Linked DNA regions of Cyprinus carpio: region 1 is linked to region 2. The links are chromatin contacts, called in public Hi-C maps. All regions are on one chromosome and are shown on one strand. The core of a region is the stretch at or near the end of the contact, and the rest is flanking DNA. Distances in the headings are between cores, read along the strand shown. Region 1 holds the start of cwc27 (spliceosome-associated protein CWC27 homolog). Region 2 holds the start of LOC109097591 (peptidylprolyl isomerase domain and WD repeat-containing protein 1-like).

Evidence for each region. Hi-C and Micro-C count contacts between places; a contact is called where the count stands out from the background.
Region 1: a Hi-C map of liver shows a contact between it and region 2, with 9 times the contacts expected there. The contact joins the promoter of cwc27 here to the promoter of LOC109097591 in region 2. A contact is called at or near these places in 5 of 8 Hi-C or Micro-C datasets (liver and skeletal muscle).

The regions. Positions count from the first base shown.
Region 1 is chrB10:5,889,746-5,892,445 of ASM1834038v1, forward strand. It overlaps cwc27 (spliceosome-associated protein CWC27 homolog), which reads right to left and starts at 1,382. Exons shown (of 14, transcript XM_042732218.1): 1 at 1,141-1,382; 2 at 1-77. The coding sequence starts at 1,182. It overlaps LOC109057621 (protein SREK1IP1-like), which reads left to right and starts at 1,754. Exons shown (of 5, transcript XM_042732220.1): 1 at 1,754-1,921; 2 at 2,324-2,371. The coding sequence starts at 1,909.
Region 2 is chrB10:5,751,790-5,754,489 of ASM1834038v1, forward strand. LOC109097591 (peptidylprolyl isomerase domain and WD repeat-containing protein 1-like) reads right to left here and starts at 1,340. Exons shown (of 11, transcript XM_042732215.1): 1 at 1,170-1,340; 2 at 872-974; 3 at 272-375; 4 at 1-89. The coding sequence starts at 1,296.

The sequences.
Region 1 (2,700 bases), core at 132-2,631, 140 kb after region 2:
AAGTTTCTGCATGCCTTGGGAGCCTCCTTAGACCAGAGCTCTATATCAATATCACCCGCGGAGGTCTTCAGCAAGACCTGAGAACACATCAGAGCGTCATTACACAGATACAATGGTTTCTGTGTTTGAGAAGGCTTTCAGTGACAGCAATGTACACAGTGTACACAGCAAATACAGTTCAAATTACCCAATAAATCCTATCGCATTATATTTGAAGCAAGTTTCTAAAAGGCCTCTAAAGTATTAACATAATCAACACTTTGCTTAAAAAAATACTGGTTCACAATCTACTAAATGCTTTATGCCATCTGATTGATCATTTATAAGAAGAAATTCTAGTATAATTATAAAAATGTCCAGCTTAAGTTAAAGGCTCATATGTCTTTTTGCTTGAGTTTTTTATGAAGTGAACAGAATAATATCTTTATTATTGTTGTTTCAAGATAAACCCTTAACGGACTGAAGCAACTTAGGTTTCCTTGATTATCAATACAATTTATATATATATATATTATATATATATATATATAATATATATATATATATATATTTTTTTTTTTTTTTTTTTTTTTTTTTTTTTTTTTTAGAAAATTTTTGTTAAAATGTTGTTGTTTTTTTGGTGTTTATTTGTTTTTTGATCTTTTTTTGAAGTTTTTTAAAAGTTTTGTCTACAGAGCTAAGATTATAAAACTAGGCATTTAAATATCGCCTCACTCAGACATATTATTGGGAGATATAGAGTGATAATAACTGATTTATATAATTGTATGCAAGTTGTTAGTTTTACCCTTATCTCATTGATGAACATTACAAGCTATGAGAATTTCATCTTTTTGACCATATAAATATCAGCACCTGCAGCATACTGCTCAGCTTTTGGACTCTAAATAAAACGGAAGGGTTTTTTTCTTCTTCTTCCTGAAGTATTAACTTTAAAAATCTATAATTTCATATGTCAGGCTTTACAGGGCTAACAACACAAGAGATGTAAATGTAATAAAAGCACTTGTTTTGCAAAAAAATGTTAACTCTTGACTCTTAAAAATACATAAATAAACATATATGAAGGATGGAGTAGATTATATCATCTGATGGACATTACATTTCATATTTTTTCATGAATATGAGTTTGAAACTCACCTTTCCGTTCGTGGGCGGCTCTTGAATATATATGTTGCTCATCTTTAACGCGTTTTATGTGGGTATATTTCCCTCAAACCTGGTTGATAACAAACGTACAAACTATACGCAGATATTACAAGAACATAACAAGCACGTCCAGCAAATATTAAGTATTTTCTTGTGTGATGTTTACAAGCGAGATCCTGTCACGCCGCCAGAGAAGATCCTTTCCTCGCTCCTGCAGCGTCCTCTCGGCCTTATCGCCCCCTACCGTACTGGAGAATAATAGGGTAAATATTAATATAACCTGTTAAAGACCAGTATCAGGAGATGTAGAATTCAAATGAAGGATAATAAACGTTGTCCTATCTTCAATGTGTAATTTTAAATATATAAAATCGGAATATACAAGTGCTTCTGAAGTAGTTGTCGATTGTGTTGTCAGGAGGAACATGTTACTTTTCTCCGCGCTGATGAAGATGAACCAATCACAGCCGCTTATGATTACACAGTTTTCTTTAATGAGTTTATACAAATTCAGTGGCAGGTCTTCATTCAGCGTCGTTAAAAGTCTGTCCTCGTTAAACAACTGCGCTCTTTAGCTGTTGTCTTGCTGAACGCGTCTGTAAGTGGAACCACAGTGTACCGTTCTCGACGTTTCCAGTCGGACTCTTTCACCAAACGGATCGGTTTCACGGTTTGAAAAGCGGTGGAGCAAAACCAAACGAGTTGTTTTGTTTTGTTTGTCTCTTTTATAATTTAAATTAATAAACAGTCGATGCTCTCATGGCTGCCCCAGGTATGCGTGTGCAGAGATGAACGGGTTGTCCGTTAGTTTTGGTGAATGTTGTTGATGTGCTACTTCTGGAATGTTCTGGAAACTCTCCTTCTCTTCATTAATATATTTACTGATCAACAACAGAGCCGTCGCTCTACACCAGACACATATCCCTGCGTTTCAGATTTTAATCTTAGTTGTAGGTAACTGATTTGTAAGACACTATGTCGACAGAGTTTGGTATAACGCAAGCTGCTCGTTGTTTTATAAACGGTGAGATTCATTCTGAAATATGTTTAGATGAGGATTAAACATCCAGCGAACCCGCGGTGTCTTGCAGCTAACATTAGCGGCTGGTTTTGTAACGTGTTCATGAATCCACGTCCTGAAGCGACACTGAATGTGTTTTTTATTTTCTAACAGGTCCAAACAAAGACAACATCAGAGCAGGCTGCAAAAGATGTGGATATCGTGAGTCTGTCTCATTTGTTTCTGTATATCAGTGTCTATCAGTCTGTTTTCTATATATATATAGTACAGGTAAAAAGTTTGGAAACATTACTATTTTTAATGTTTTTGAAATAAGTTTCTTCTGCTCATCAAGCCTGCATTTATTTGTTTAAAAATACAGAAAAAACAGTAATATTGTGAAATATTATTACAACTTAAAATAATAGTTTTCTATTTGAATATATTTTAAAAAAAATAATTTATTCCTGTGATGCAAAGCTGAATTTTCAGCATCATTCCTCCAGCCTTTCAGTGTCACATGTACCATCTAGTCTATCACATGATCATTT
Region 2 (2,700 bases), core at 90-2,589:
AACAACATCAAACACTTTCATGGCCTTGTCATCACCCACAGAGCAGAAAAGAGCTCCCTCCGCACTGACCGAGATACACTCCATCACTCCTGCATGCCACAAACAAACACAGACAAATTATGTACAAATAATATTTTTTTTTTATATTTTCTGACAGAAAAAGCCACTACCACAGTGCTAGTCTTGTTGTAGGTTGCTGAGAAGCGGTTGGTGTGGTGTTGCTCTCTTCTTCTAGACGGTTGCTCACCAGATGTAAAAACAGGACACCTACCCAAATGGCTGCGGAAGTGCTTGACAAACTCCACTCCTTCATCCTCTTTCTTCTTCCAGAATTTCACATGCCCATCTTGACTCGCTGTTATGATAAAATCAGTTCTGGGATGGTAAAAAGAAATTAAAATCACAATCAAGTCAAACAAATGCACTCGTCTTAGGGCTGTAAAATCGATTAATCGCTTTCAAAATAAAAGTTTGTGTATACATAATGTATGCATATGTACTGTATATAAATACACATGCATACATGTTTAAATTGAAGAAGTATATATAATATATATTAATATTTATATGTTTGCAAATACATGCATTTATTTTTCTGTTATATTTTATATTTTAAACTTGTCAATCAGGTAAATTTATCTAGCTGGCTGACGATGATTTTTGGATTTGGAGTCTCCAGCGGACTTACAATAGAATTTCAAGATATAATAATATAATGCATTACAACATTACTAATTATATATGTATACAGACTGAGAGAGGGTTTTTTCATGGTGGGGTTAACGAAAACTACTGGCCTGACCAGGCATGCAATAAAAACAGTATTCATATATTATTAATATTCTGAGGTGGCAAACTGAAGGGAACTTACTTGGAGCAAACAATGTGTGTTATGACATCCCTGTGCATGTAGCTTCTCTCATACATGGAGGCCGAGGGTAAATTGTCCAGGTACAGTCTCTCAAACTCTAGAACTGCAGCAGAACATTAATAAACACATCTCAGTCTGAACCAAACAGCACACTGCCACGAACACAGAAGACATGCAGTATTTGACAGAAACGGCTAACTGTGTCTCGAAAGCTCTAGTTAGGCAGCTCACTAGGTTTAGAGACAGTCATAGACTCTTCCGGGTTTTTGAAGCATAAATCAAGTTAACGTAACGTCACCTTTCTTCTTTTTTGTTTGTGTGGCCTCATTAGGCAGCGGCCCGACCCATCCGCCTTCGTCTTCATCCTCATCTTCATCTAGTTTGCGTTTATTTTCAGAACCATCACGGCTCACGTCGGTCGCCATGTTCAAATAAAGTTCATATTTCTTCTTCGCTGGTGGTTTTAAGGTAACCAACGGCTCTCCTTCCACACACCGCCGACTACAGGATGGGAGATGAACTTCAGTTAGCAGGCACTCGATCTAAATAAAGAGCATTCTCCTCGAAACGCCACATCTAACATTATTTTCTGCATTTACAGTTGTAATGATAAATTCTTGTCATACTGTACAACAGAAAGTGCTTTGGTAATCCTGTTATATTTAACTCTGTTAATTTGTTGAGTGGTATATGTATGTTGTTCCACAGGACATTTTTGAGTGATGTAGGCTGACAAATGAACGCACATAGGCCTATAGAAGTTTATGTATAAAGTGCAAAGTTTTGAATTTTGAAAATTAAAATGTGTAAATCTCTTTTACAGCATGCCTAAGTCTGTCTCATCAGTTAATCAAAGTTCTACACATACTTGCAGTCTTGAAAACTTGGGACAAATGCAGAAAATACGTCATGTTAGTAGACAAATGCAAAGACCGTCCATAGAAAAGAATCCTACATTATAAATTAAATTTTAATAACAATTTTAACTTTAATTTTAAATGCATACGACATTATGCACTTAGCATATTTACTTGATTACCCTAAGGTTAATATTTTTTTTTTTTTTTTTTTTTTTTTCTGTTTTTATATATCATTGCTCATTAATTTTACATTTCTTACATTTCAAATTACTACAACATATTTAGATAGACTGTCAGTGGTCTGAAACCCTCTGCGTTTCTTGATAATTTGTACATACACTAGAATTTAATAACTTGGAAATGGATCTACAACCATTTCTGGACTCATAACCCTCAACAACTTTCCATGTGAGCGTTCACAGTTTATTAGTTCCAAACATTATTGTGTTTCTGCAACTATATGCACAACTCATCAATTCTTAAATTATATTCATACCTGGCAATATGGAATTGCTTTCTTTTGCATTTGCAAAGTACTTCATTATTATTATTTGTGTGATATGATATTTAACTTATTAACATATAAACTATCAACATACAAAGAATGATTATGAGAATATATATATATATATACACTTTATTTTAAGGTGTCCTTGTTAGAGTGTACTTATACATTTAAGTACTGAGTAATATTAATTAACTACATATACTTAGCCTACTATATGGTTAGGGTTAGGGTTAGGGTTTGGCTTAGGGTTACTTGCAAGTAATTATGCATAATGTATTATTTTAATAAGTAGCCTACATGGAACGTGTAACAAGGACACCTTAAAATAAAGAGGGTTTCTTTTTCAGTTTTGTATTAGTTTTGTATTTGATCAGTCGCAGTGAATCAGTGCACTGTCACATAGTCACCTCAGGGTGTCGCTCCGAACTAAGCGATAATCCTCAATCAGCGAACAGACGTCT